Regions from separate parts of the Mus musculus genome. Here region 2 is linked to region 1. A link is a contact called in public promoter capture Hi-C data. All regions are on one chromosome and are shown on one strand. Each heading gives the region's core, a stretch centred on a gene start, on an enhancer-like site or on the middle of the called end of the contact. The rest is flanking DNA. Distances are from core to core; before and after follow the strand shown.

Region 1 (6,994 bases), core at 2,224-4,723:
ACTTCTGGTACCTGAGGACACTGGGGAGGCCACCTCGAGTTTCCTGATCCAGCTGTGTTACAGGCCACATGTATTCTACCTTTTTACTCCACCTTCAACATCTCTGTCTCCTGCAGCAGATATTAATGACCCTGCTTTACAGGCAAGGAACCTGAAGCCCAGACAAGTTATAGAGTTGAATTGGGGCAGAGATAATATTAGATGCCAAGCTTGCCTGTCAGTGATGAAATCTGAAGACTTCACCACGTTTCTCTATGCTGCTTCCATACACGTATTTGATACAGGGTCTCCCTCTGTATCCTTGGCTGGCCTGGCACCCCCTCTGTAGCCCTGGCTGGCCTCTAATCTCCAGTGGATCCACCTGCCTCTGCCTTCAGAGCATCGGTATTACGGGCACATGTCACCACACCCAGCCTTGTCACTTCCCTTATAGACAGGAGAGCTTGGAGGTCCAGGGCTTGTAGCCCTTGGGCACAAATGGGTGAAGTCAATGGAGGTGAGGCCCAGGAATGCCCTAGAGGATTCAGATCTCAAGGAGAGAGCAATCAGCTATCAGGCTATCTCTCTCCCTTATCTCGACTCTTCCTCAAACCAAAACTTTATTCCAGATTTTTCACCCACTTCCTGGGTGCCTTCCCAGAGGTGAGCATGTGACCTGTGGTCTTGTTTCACTCTGTGGATGTCTATAACTATACAACCCTAGGTACCGGATCACTTCAGCCTGAGCCAGCTCTGTAGAGCTTTCTCCACCACATGCCCTTCTACAATGTACCCCCCGCACTGCCATCCCTGACCCTGAGTTGGACACCAGGAGCGTACAGGCACATGGATCTACTCAGGTCTCTTTGCCAGAGTGTGTCAGAGGACCAACTCTGAGTGTCCAGAAAGAGAACTATGACTAACCCAAAGTTAAACTCACAGACTCCCTTGGGGCATAGCCCTCCACCACCTCTGTACGTTTTCCTATGTGCAAGTATCCCCCCAGACCACTGCCCCTGTAGCTTGTATGTGTTTTAAAGACCATCTTCTACAGTGTTAGATGTTAATGGAGAAGATGGTTTTCCTTATGAGGCTCTTCTCAGCCTTTCCCCACTCCTGACCTACAGCTCTTCCAAACCAGAAGTGTGTTTCAGTACTCTTCACTCATGTCTGTCATGCCTCGCTGACTAGTGCTAACTGGGGACTGGGACCTGGGTCTTAAGGGCTCAGGGTGGGACGACCCAGAGGAGCCCCTGAGTGAATGCACAAGCCAAGTGACAGCTGGTACCAAGAGACGATTTCTCTGGGAGGGGTTAGGAGCCTCTCTAAGTGACAGCTGACTGCCAGAAGGATGAGGCTCATGATTGACAGCGCCTCAGCAAGGAATGGTGGGGGATGGAAAGGAACCAAAGCAGGACAGTGCTGGGGGGGGGGGGACTCAGCGGGTGTGTGCAAATGGTGACCCTTCTGCTCTACAGCATATTGGTTTTGCTCCTCCAAGCCTCCCCCGTGAGATAACAGCCGGACACCTTGCCCACAGGCCCCTCTTCGTTCACATCTACACCATCGTTGCCAATGCCTGTCTTCCCATCTCTGCCCCAGCCAAGTATGGCCTCACAAAGCTGCCCATTGTCCAGCAAGTGGACATCTGTGAACCATGAGGTTTCAGGGGTCATACAGAGGATTCAAAACGGATCCAAACAGGACAGAAATAAACATATGGGACAATTGCCGAGAGGATCTAGGGCAGCTGTGGGCTTGGCAGGACTCAGCTTGTACTGTCCTCTTTATTCTGAATGACTTGGATAGAGAAGCCACCAGCTGACACAGGAAGGACAAGCTGGGTCTATCTCCAGCCCTCTCAGCTGGTGTGTGGTTCTGGGTTCTGTCCCAGAAGCATCAATCCAGCTATTCTTTGCGGGGAGGGCCTGGGCTATTTCTCCTTGGCCCTGTGGCCAAGTCACCTAGAGAGGAGCAAGCCAAGTGCCATGCCCACCCAGCGTGGGTGCAGGGGGATGGGCTCTCCACAGACTTTCTAAGTTGGGTTGGTGGTAGAGGAAGTAGGGTGGGGGCTGAGCCAACTTTTGGAATTGGTCTCCCTTCCACCCAAACAGCATGGGGCGTCAGCAAAGGGCTTCCCGACAAAACATGAGAACTAACCTTGGGAACTGGAAGGCAGAGGTGGGAACTGTTTAATGAGATAGAAGATTCTTAAAGAGGGGATGAAAGTACAGGGGTTATCAGGATAACCCTTCCGTAGCCTTTACAATGCTCAAGTGTCTCATATTCATTATGGCACTCAGCAAACAGGACATTGATCAGTTTCTATTTCATTTTACTGATGACGAAACAGGACAGGATCTTTCTTGGGAAAAGACAGCAGAGCTAGAACTGGATCCCAGGTCTCTCTCTCTGGATCCCAGGTTATTCTGGACCCACTGGCTTTATCCCATGGTTCTAGGCTGGGGCCTTAAGATAGAGGTTACCAGGACACTGTTTGGTCCCCCTGGAGTGATCCTGCTAGGTGAGCCAGGTCCCTAAGGAGAAAAGGGAGGCTCAACACAGCCTGTCCTATTTGGTGAATGAAAGAAGAGCCAGAAACTTGGAGACAACTCTAGTCAGGAGTTAAACAGCCTGGAGAAGGTCTAATGGGTTAGGGCTGCAACCAGGGCATCCTATACTAAGTTGCACGCACACACACACACACACACACACACACACATACACACACACACACCCTTCCTGGAAGCTAGGAATAGACCAGACAGAGCTGATCTTCCTGTCCTGCCCTTACTGACCCGTCCTGGGCTGCCCAAAGAACACTAGTTCTGGCAGGCTGCCTCTGGAGCAGGTTGATGCAGTGATCCAGCAAGGGCTGCTCTTAAAACCTTATCTTGGGCACTTAGAGCGTGAGATGAAGAGAGGAGGGCTGAGGGCCTGAGACATAGGGCTTGAGAAGTTTTAGAAGTGACCACTGGATCTCCAGGCTACTCTGTAATCAACTTCAGTAATCCCAGTAGCGGATGAGGGAGCAGCGAGTCCAACCTGCATGTGGAACCAGAGACCTAAGTCTGCTGTGTTCTGGACTAATCCCTGGGGTTGCACCAGACTCCTAGCAGGGCATCTGGAAGGGTCCTAGGGTGACAGCACCAGGTCCCAATGCCAGCAGCTGTCTGTACCCAACTTCTCCAGCCTGCTCCTCTGCAACCCTGCTGGGTGTGCCTCCTGGACTCCACCCTGGGTGTGCCCACCCCCCTCCCTGTGGCTCTGGCTCAGAGCCCACACTCACCATGCGCCCGTTGGGGACACCCAAGTGCTTGGGCTTCCCTGGCATACCGCCGTTGATCACAGGTCCCCTCCACGGGGGGCCACCCACCACAAGGATCGCGGAAGCACTCTCTTGGGGTGGCAAGCAGGCAGTGGAGAGAGAGAGCTCTGCTCCTCCGGGCCCTTACATCCTGAAACACCAGCTCACTACCTCTTTTCTCTGCCACAGGAAGTGTCTCTATAGAAACCAAACCACAGAAAGAAGCAAGGTCTAAGAGAGCGAATGTCTCTTCCTACTCTCATACACACACACACACACACACACACACACACACACACACACGTTCATGCACACACACATGCCGCCAACGCACCCTCGGTTGCACACCATGCAAGCACCAACAGCCAGCAGGAGCCTCCTTTTGCCCAGCGAGGTACCTGGAGTGTTCAATCTGAAGGCTCCAAGGATGTGTCAGCATGCTGAAGTGCATGCTCATACAACTAGACACTTGTGGAGCAGACAGTCTGGGGGGGGGTTCCATGGACATGGGGCATGTGTTCCGAGTCCTAGGCATCCACAAAAGTGCATTGTTCACTACTCATTTACCTTCTATGTCCCAGGCTTATGCATGCTTAGCAACCCTAGCTCAGGCAGTTTGCATGCGGAGACTGCTGCCCCTAGGCTGTCATCTGATAGCCAGGTGAGCAAAGAGGTAATCACATCACCTGTGTGACCATGCATGTGGGCATGCTGTGTCACGAGGGCACCTGAATCTTCAGGCATACACACTCGAATCTGGGCAGGGTAGCACATGTATGTAATGCCAGCCCTTGTGAGGCAGAGGCAGGAATAACAGTTTGAGGTCAGACTTAGTTACAGGAAACTCAATCTGGATCTATACTATGTCTGTATCTATATCTAAATGTAAACAAAATAAGATAGATAGTGTATAGTGCCTTGGATGGGTGCATATGATAGGCATGCCTATGTATAGTCAGACACCCCAGGGGCTGGGTATGCACACATGCACTGAAGGGTAGGAGAATGGATTGGGTATATCCATACCAAAGAGGTAAAGTAAGCCATACTCAGTAGAAAGCCCACCTCTGTGCAGAACTGTCTTAGCTCAGACTCCAAAAAGCAGGTGGAGCTCTTTGAGTGCAAGGCCAGCCTCATTTACATATCAGCCAGGACTACATAACGATACCTGGTCAACAAACAAACAAACAAAGGAAAACAAACCGGGCTGTAGAGATGGCTCAGTGGTTAAGAGCACTGGCTACTCTTCCAGAGTTCCATTCCTGGTCACCACATGGTAGTTCACAACTGCTCCTGACTTCAGTTCCAGAGGACCAGATGCCCTCTTCTGGCCTCTGAGGGTACCAGGTATGCAGATGGTATACAGACACCCAGGCAGGCAAAACGGTCATACACATAAAAATAGTTTTTAAATTATTAAGAAAAAAAAATGCCATGTGCTGGGTGGCCGGGACAACAGACGCTCAGTTCTCACCATTCCGGAGGTGGCACGTCCAGGCTCAAGCCCTGACACACTTGTGCTCTGACGAGTCATGGCTTGCAGACGGCCATCTTTTTGCTGTGCCCACGTGTCAGAAAGCAGAGAGATAGGGAGCATACTGTCTCCTGTCCTGTTTTATAAAGGACACTTGTCTCATCATATCCGGTCCCTCTCCTGCGTGATATACTTTCCGACCAAAGGCTCCACCTCCAACATTTCTGAATATTAATAAAATGAGTGGTTAGCCTTTCAATATGTGTAAAGGGAAGCATTCTTTGAAAAAGTTTGTTCCTGGGCTGGAGAGATGGCTAAGTGGTTAAGAGCACTGACTGCTCTTCCAGAGGTCCTGAGTTCAATTTCTAGCAACCACATGGTGGCTCACAACCATCAGTAATGGTGTCTGATGCCCTCTTCTGGTGTGTCTGAAGACAACAATGGTGATGCACTCATATGCATAAAATAAGTAAATCTGAAAGAAAGAAAGAAAGAAAGAAAGAAAGAAAGAAAGAAAGAAAGAAAGAAAGAAAGAGAGGGGGGGGAGAAGGAAAGAGCGAACGAACAAAAGAAAGAGTTTGTTCCCTAATTAGCTTACTGTATGTAGGCACATGATCATGCTGTGGCCCAGAGGCCAGAGGATAACTTTTAGGACTTGGTTCTCTCCTCTCACTACCTGGGTCCCAGGGATAAAATGCAGAGACCATCAGGCTTAATAGCCTAAGGACGGGTGCCCTGGCTGGATATAGAAGATGGTAAGACCCTAGAGGATCTTGGAGCCACAAGAGGAGAGAAGCAGGGTCTATGCTCTGGTGCATGGGGGTGCGACATCCATCAATCTGGATCACCGGCTTTGGATGATTCAAAGAGCCCTCAGAGGTGACCGTGGTACCAGTGTCCATACCAGAGTCCATCTGTTATATAGCAGCGACCACAACTGTAGTTTATTTATCTCTTTCTGGATACTTTGTTCCTGCCCCCCCCCACACACACACACATAGGGAGGAATTTGAATTGTGTAAGGTTGGGGTTGCTTTAGGGGCTGAAGAGTAGCAAAGATGATCTTATTAAGGCTCATATGGACTGGGGATGTAGTTCATTTGGTAGAGTGCTTGCCTAACATGTATGAAGCCCTAGGTTCGGTTCCCCAGCACTGCAGAAAACTAAAGTATGATGATGCATGACTGTAATCACAACAATAGAGGGTATTTGTTACATAGCCAACTTAGGCTAGTTAGGCTACAAGTGACCTTGTCTCAAACAAGCAAGCAAGCAAACAAACAACTGCTCATCTACAGCAGTTCATTCCTACAATCCCAGCACTCAGGAGGCTGAGGCAGTAGGATTGTCAAGATTGCCAGTCTGGGCTACTAAAGTGCTCATGAAGCTAGAGAGGAGGCTTGGGCTTCGGGAGAGATGTGTAAAACACTGGGTTTGATGCCTGTGATGGTTTGTATATGCTTGGCTCAGGGTGTGGCCTTGCTGGAGTAGGTGTGTCACTGTAGTTTATTTATCTCTTTCTGGATACTTTACTGTCAGTTTTTGAATTTCAATGGATTAGGATATGTTGGTAATATTAATTTTCATATTAAGAGATATTAAGGAAAGTGATTGTTACTTCCTATTAATTTTCAAAAATATGAGGAATTAGAAATTTGTGGGCTATCAACCAGTGTTCTCTCTAATTTGGTAACTGGAGAAATAGGTCCAATATTGTACAATCCATATACACTTTCTGCTTGATTGTATGTGACAGTGTCTTGCTGTGTACCGCATGATGGTCTTGAAATCATGCTTCCCCCATCTCAGTCTCTCTATTAGTAGGATTGTTTATTTGATGTTTTCACACTATACTATGGTTTTCAGAACAGTTTCCATATTTCAAAATTATTTATACAGCCAAAAGAAGCGTGAAAAATTAATTTGGAAGGTGGCTTGTAAGAGAACAACAAAGAGTGAGACTGAATATTTTGTTTGATATTTATAATTATTGTATCAATTTTGAAGAAGAGGACCTTATAAGTTACTCTTTTCCTGAGATGAATGCTTTTCAAAATCATCACAGCCAATGAACCAGAATCTTACCCTCACCTAATGTCCGTGCCACCCTCCAAGTAGAACCATTGTTCATTGAAACAGTTGATGAGTGACTTCATGAATAGACCATCTTAATACACACACCATTTCTTGTTTGTTTGTTTTTTTCCGGTTTTTTGAGACAGGGTTTCTCTGTA
Region 2 (6,896 bases), core at 1,913-4,412, 95 kb before region 1:
CCCAGAGTCAGTCTTGCATGGGTTTGCCATAACCTCACTCCCAATAATCTCAGTAGGATGTGTGACCTGACCTCAGCACAAAGAAATTGCCACAGGACACCAGAGACGAGTTCCAGTCGATTTTTGGACACAGAGGATTTCCTTAGGCCCACATTTCTCAGCTCTGACCCTGTCGGAGGCAGTGGAGGAATGGAGGCAGGGAAAGCCCAAGCCCATATTAAAACCTCATTTCTGTGCTTCCCTGTGTCCCCACCCCTCACTCAACATGGACAGGATTTGTTCTTGCAAGGGAGGAGGCCACCTGGTAGGAAAGATAATGTTCATGTGTCAGAAGGAGCAGCCCGTTTTAACAAGTCAAGCGCAGAGAAGAACCTGTTTCTGTCCTAATTAACCCCGTGATCCCATCCTAGTCACACAGCTAAGGTAGAACATGGATGCTAAGACCTGGCTGAGGGGCTGGAGAGATGGTGCAGTAGTTAAGAGCACTTGTTCTTCTTGCAGAGGACCCAGGTTCAATTCCCAGCACAAACATAGTGTGATTAACTACAACCTGAAACTCCAGTTCCAGGCATCTGATGCCCTCTTCTGACCTCCATAGGCACCAAGCACACACATGGTACACAGATAGAGTTGTAGGTAAAACACCCAAACACAATGTGAATAAACCAAAAATAGACAGACAAAAAAGACCCAAACCTGTCCCAAACCCGTCCAGTAATGCCCAAGTCAGTTTTGGGGCGGGAAGAGACACAACAGATGTGAAATCACTGTAAGTCTCATGTACACAACTACGTGTGGCCAGCTGCAGGCCAGCACCCGGCACTATGGTGGTGGTCCAACAGAAATCCCCCCACATTACTATGGGCTGCATGCAGGGTCAAGAGTTAAGACCTTCAACTTTAACACAGTCCGTGGATGTGTCTTGTTGGCCAGTGAGTAACAATTTTTTCAACATTCATTTTCCCAACATTTGCACAAAGGTCAGTTTTAAGCATGATTTCAAAAACTGGATGATCTAGACACATGAAGTCCACATATTGCATGGTGACATTAACTGCTGAGCAGGCCCCTGGCTACATCCCTCATCCCACTGCCCCTAGGACACATGAAGGCTCCCAGTCTCTGAGCTGGTCTGGCCAATCACAGGGCTCCAGCACTATCTTAATCTGGATTTGCCAGATTGTCTCATCATTAGAAATACAAGCCGTAAGAGGCCAGTAAGCCTATATACCAGAGACAGGGGCTGGGGGCTTTCCCAGGGGACTAAGGCAGCCAGCCTGAGGCTTGGAGTCAGCTAGAGAGAAAATGGAGGCAGGAGACAAGAAGGCAGCCTATCAATAGCACACCCTGTGCTGCATGTGAGGGAGAAAGAAGCCAGCTGATTCAGCGAGAAGGAGGAAAGGTGCACCAAGGCTCGAAATGGGGAACTTCCTCACTGGAGGAACACGAAGGCAGGCTAAGAATGTTCCTCTGGCAAGCTCCATCTAGAGCCTTTCCTGCCTGGATCGCATGGCTCAGGGGGGCCTATGTCAGCAGTGGGACCTGCACTGGAAACCCAGGATAGTGCTTACTGGTGTTTGACCTTGGGCAAGTCCCCTTACTTCCTGAGCCCCAAGACTCTCCATCTCTACAACAGGCATAGCAAACTTACCTTGCACAACTGCTCTAAGGATAGAGACTGAGGATGTAGAGCACTCAGATTGCACACAGAGCAGGCAGAGAATGAAAGGAACCTGTGACTAATTCTCCAGGTCTCCCTGCCTGCCTTCCCAGGTAGCATCCATTTAAGGGCATCCTATGCCAAGGCCTCAAATGCCCCAGATCCTGGGCACAGATACTTCACTGGATAGAAAGAGAAAGCTAGGGATGGTTGGTTGTGGCTTTGGGGATGCTGGGTCTGAAGCCTGTGGTCAGGGCCGGCATCTGCTGAGTCAGGTCCTGCTGGCAGGGGGGCCATTTCTCTCTCCAGCACACTGTCTGATGAGGGGAGGTTGGGAGGGGAGCCAGAGGTCATTTCTTCTGACTCAGCAGCCGTCCGAGGAGCTCCCTTGGGCAGGGCACCTCCATGTGGCACTGGCCTCTTTGCAGGCCATCCTCCATGCCACCCCACACAGTCAAGGCATTGTGCAGACAAGAAAGGGGCACTGTGGTCCAGACAATGAGCTGGGTTGCTCCCAGCTGGCCTGGGATTCAGCTCTCCTGGGTCAGCAGTGTCCTTTGCTCTGTCTCTACTCCTCCCTGGAGAATGGTGGCTAGGACATCAAACAGAGGCCCACCGCAAACCCATGATTTGGCACATGCACTGGCCATGAGAAGAGACGCTGCTAGCTTCTTTCCTCTTCTCTAGTTTAAAAAACCAAATAAACCACCTCCGGAGAATACGATTTTCTGTTAGGCCATGTTTCAAGGGAACGGGAGACCACCCTAGTGGTGATACTAGCAATGGTAGTTACCAGGCAGAGACCCCAGACCCAACCTCCAGGCCTTTTTCCCGTGGCAGGCCCAGGGTCTGGGCCGCCTCCACGTTTGCAGCCACCCTGGGAGTCCTGTTGCGACGACTGCAGCCACGTGGGAGCCGGCTCATGCCCACGGAGCCGCTCTCCCTCACCCCCACCCTCGACGTGCTGAGGCAGGCACACCCAGACTGGCCAGAAGAGCGATGCTCTCTCCACAGTGCACCCCCTTCCCCCCTCCCGCGCCCCCGGCCGTGGTGGGGGAGGGGGCGTCGCCACCCCGCAGTCGCGTTGCCGGGGAGCGCAACCCCGTTGCTGTGGCAACGGTTTCCAAGCGAACTGGTGGCCGCTCGCGCCCGGCTCCGGCTCCCTCGCTCACTTTCCCCTCCTTCCTTCCCTCCGGTGTGGGCTGGGGGAGGGGCTGCCCGCTGTCCCGGTCGGGGTCCGAGTGGCGATACCAGGCTAGGGTTCTGAGCCACCCGCAGGGAGGGTCATCAGCCCGAAGACCATCTTCCGCCCGCGCTCTGTTCCCGCCCGGCCCGCAGCCGTCGCGGTACTCACGGGCCCAGGCATCCTCTTCGAACTCGTCTTCCTGCCTCGGGGCAAGCGGCCCAACGGACAGAACCCAAGCTTGGAGCCGGCAGCGGCTCCGGGGAGCAGACAGTGGCAACGAAAGCCGCTCGGAGCGTTGGGCTGGAGGCGCGGGGCGCGCGCACGGGCGCGTGCTGAGCCTGGCGTGCGCGCGCGCGCAGCCAACAGAGCCCCCCCCCCCTCACGCCGCCAAGGCTGCTGCGAGGGAAGGGGTGGGTGGGACTCCGGACCCACCTGCCGCACGCAGACGCGGCAGAGGATGTGGGCTCGCAATACCAAGGGCATCCCAGCGCAAAAAAATAAAAAGTACACTCCGTACAGCTCCCAGGCAACAGGCTATCTAAAGGGGCTGGGGGTGAAGGCCACACTGGCAGCTTTGCGGCCATAGACGCCGGATGCTTAGCGGAGCAGCTGAGGTAACAAACCCGGAGACTCACACAGCTCAACCTGGGCATATTCAAACACAGGTAATGGGGGCAGGGACTCGATGGAATCAGCACCCCGGTGTGGCTTCCTCCCAACTCACGACCCCAACCACTGTTCCAGAAGGTATGCATTCCAACATTGCAACTGAGAAGCATCACAGACCCACCTGAGCACTAAACTGCTATGGTTCCACGGGCATGCTCATAGCTGGCTCCATCTTCATTTGACACTGGTTGTGCTTGCCTTTCTACCGTTTCTATTTCAACTTCTCTGTGGCATTAAGGGTGAACTCCCCGAAGCACCTCCCACCATGTCAACTGGAACAGTAATGGCTCTGAGAGCCAGGATCTTAAACTGGAGGCCAAGGGGAAAGGGCACATAAAGCCAGTGAACCCAGAACTCATGTCACAGTTGGTTCCAGGCGTTTCAAACGTTGGCATTAGGCACGCTGCCCCCAAATGGAGGTATGGGTGGTCTCCAACAGCTGGATTTAAGCTCTGCCAGCCATTCCCAGTGAGAAAACTGTCTTTCCCAGTAGCTCTAGTAAAGACAAATGCACAGGTGACATCTAGGACGCCTGTCCAATGAACTAACTCATGCTTTGGGGGTAGAGAAGGATACATACTCCACACAACCGCCTAGGGGTTAGTGCCTTCCTTGAGTGTGAACAACCGGTTCTCAGGGAGATAACAGTTGTCTCTACCAACCCATGGGTGCCATCAAAGGTAGGACTCTAACAAAAGTTGTTCCACAACACACTGGTCTGATTTCTAATTTGGCCACCAGGATTCCAGAGACTCAAGAGTTAAGACTCAATAATGGCAAGCCACAATCAGCTGGGGCCCCTTGCTTCTTTCTGGTAGTCACATCCTCCTGTGTAATGTTAGCAACTAACAGGAGCCTGCCCCCCCCCCCCTTTTTGAGTTGACTTGGTTTTCCCTTATCATACAGGGGATCAACCCCAGGATTCTCTCAAATGCTAGAAAAGCCCCTGTCCCGCTGAGCTATGCCCACATGGTGTGTGTGTGTGTGTGTGTAAGCCTACCACCACCTAATCCACATGGATGGGAATAGTAGAGAATGGTTTACCCACGTTATATTAGGGTGCTTTTTGTGTAAGGTGGGACAGGCCCTTAACCCTTCAGGGACCCTCCCAACCTCCAGTAGAGCACACAAAGCAGAGCTTTTAACATTGGCTGCATGTTTGCAACTGCAACAATCAACTCTGCACCTTGCAACAAGTCCTCTCCCAACAGACGTTCATCTGGCCTGTCCATCCTGTCGATTCGGCTCTGCCTGGGCACAGATGGCCAGTCCCACAGAGGATCAAGCCCAACACTTTTGAAGCCAAGGGACTGCTGCTTAGTGTTCTACCTTCAGTCTCAGCCCTGTCCACAATGCTGAACAGACTGAGTGCTCCTGTCCCCGAACCTCTCTGCCTACCAGATGAGCTCCAAGCTGGCAGGGACCTCATCTCCATCTGGGTCCCTGGCTCTCACCATAGGGCTGGGTAGGGAATGGAGTTTTGACAATCTTTTTGGGAAACAACAGGAAGGCTTTAAGGTAAACCTACCCTTAGACAATGAGTTCCCTGGATGCCTCCTAGCCCAAAGGAGGTTAAAGGGTCTGGTCCAAGCAGCTGGTGGAGCATTTCAGGGAGCACCACTTGACACCTACTCACTCTTGCCTGCCTTGTCTTCATCTGGCTTCTTTTCTACCCAATGAAAATACCTGGAGCACCTTATTTCTTTTGAATGGATAGAAGCATTAGCAAACGTTCTATGTGCAAGGAGGCCTGGTTGAAGACACCTGTTGGCAATTACTAAGATGGGTGCTGCTTATGCCTGGTGTTGGAGCTTGCACGTAATCCTAGCACTGCACAGGAAAGGCAGGAGAATCAGGTTTGAGGCTAGTTTGGCCTACCTACATAGTGGGTTCCAGGCCAGCCCAGGAAGCACGGACCAACAGACTCCCTGCCCATTTCATATTCTCACAGCTGAGATGCAAGGGATCTGTATCCTCAGACAAGAAAGGGCCCCTGCAGAGTCAGGTTCAAAAGTCACCAGATTGGGACATGTACCCAGGGCTGTCGTGTTCACAGTCCTTGGTGCCAAGCTCACAAGCAAGGTAGTTTCAGGACTCTTGGGAAGCTAAAGCTCCTGGGAGGAGTCTGTAGAACCTGGTAGAGACAAACATGTGGCTGGGAGGAGTTTGTAGAGCCTAGTAGAAACGTGTAGCTAAATGGCTCTTGGCCCCCCAAAAATTCGCACACATGGCCTTCCCATCCCTGCCCACCCCCCCCCCCCTAAAAATGCTCTTGCCAATTCCTGTCTTCCAAGTGACTGCTTCAGGACCTGGCCATTGCTAACTTCAGGAACTCTGACTCAGGTGGCTGGCCCCTCCAACCCATCACACAAGTCTTTCTCAATCTCCTCTACTCTTTTTCCCATGCACATGTTTCCCCGCCCCCCCACCCCCCCAGACACGGTTTCTCTGTATAGCCCTGGCTGTCCTGGAACTCACTTTATAGACCAGGCTGGCCTCGAATTCAGAAATCCGCCTGCCTCTGCCTCCCAAGTGCTCGGATTAAAGGCGTGTGCTACCACCACCCAGCCCCACCCACATGTTTAAGAGAATAGAGTCCTGGAACTTATGCATGTGTGCCAGATCAGAATGGACACACACAGGAGGGCAGTGTTCACTAACTAGGGGCAGGTATTTCTAACAACAGCTCCCACCTGCTTCTCCAGGCCACTCCCTAGTTTACAAGGCCTCTTTGACCTCAGAGAGCTTAAAGACTGTTGAGATATATCTGTCTCTGTAGCAGTCATGTATACACCCAAGCCAGTATCTAAGGCTGTGTCCCACCTAGCAATGAAAAACAGGTTTGGTTGCCTGCAAAGTCCTGCGGACTCCTGGGCTTCTGAAGGGCAACCCCCAGTCCCATTACAGATCCACCTTCAATGCTTTCCAGCTGGGCCAAGAAATCAGGAAGAATCATTGAAACACCAGAAATAAAAGGAGGCAGGCAGTGGTGGCTGGCCAGCCGTGTGCTCAGAATGTATTCGCACAGACACGTGGCAGCTCACATTGGTCACATAGAGACACATGGCAGCTTACATTGGCTTTAAATATGGAAAAGCCAGGGCCTTATGGTCCCATGCTGTCCTAACTAGCATCAGGACAGCCATCACAGTCTGGGACAGGCCAGGGCTAGGGTCCGGGGGCTTAGGCACAGCCTTACCCTACTCTTTTCACACAATGATATACACTCACCCCCACCCCCACCAGGCACACACAGGGAAGGGTGGATTATTGCTGGGCATGTGTCTACTTTTATGAGGGATTCTGGAATGTTGGAGGGCTAATTCTAACTCCTCCTATGGCCTGGACTGGGGCATTTCTGAAAAAGGTGTCTTCAGGATA

The links. Capture Hi-C pulls out chosen DNA fragments and counts their contacts.
Region 2: a contact with region 1 is called in a promoter capture Hi-C map of adipose tissue. The contact joins the promoter of Prr7 here to the promoter of Rgs14 in region 1. A contact is called at or near these places in 23 of 39 promoter capture datasets (the 3T3-L1 cell line, 3T3-L1-derived adipocytes, the C10 cell line and 16 more), 2 of 15 datasets of contacts at CTCF or cohesin (large pre-B cells and stem cell-derived epiblast-like cells), 6 of 484 Hi-C or Micro-C datasets (CD4 T cells, embryonic fibroblasts, embryonic stem cells and 3 more), 18 of 115 datasets of contacts at active chromatin or transcription factors (the 230-238 cell line, CD8 T cells, DN3 thymocytes and 10 more) and 4 of 9 other capture datasets (adipose tissue, embryonic stem cells, liver and 1 more).

What each region holds. Positions count from the first base shown.
Region 1 is chr13:55,366,211-55,373,204 of GRCm38.p6, reverse strand. Rgs14 (regulator of G-protein signaling 14) reads right to left here and starts at 3,473. Exons shown (of 15, transcript NM_016758.3): 1 at 3,269-3,473. The coding sequence starts at 3,313.
Region 2 is chr13:55,460,533-55,467,428 of GRCm38.p6, reverse strand. It overlaps Prr7 (proline rich 7 (synaptic)), which reads right to left and starts at 3,162. Exons shown (of 3, transcript NM_001030296.4): 1 at 3,015-3,162. It overlaps Grk6 (G protein-coupled receptor kinase 6), which reads right to left. Exons shown (of 16, transcript NM_001112711.2): 16 at 6,502-6,896.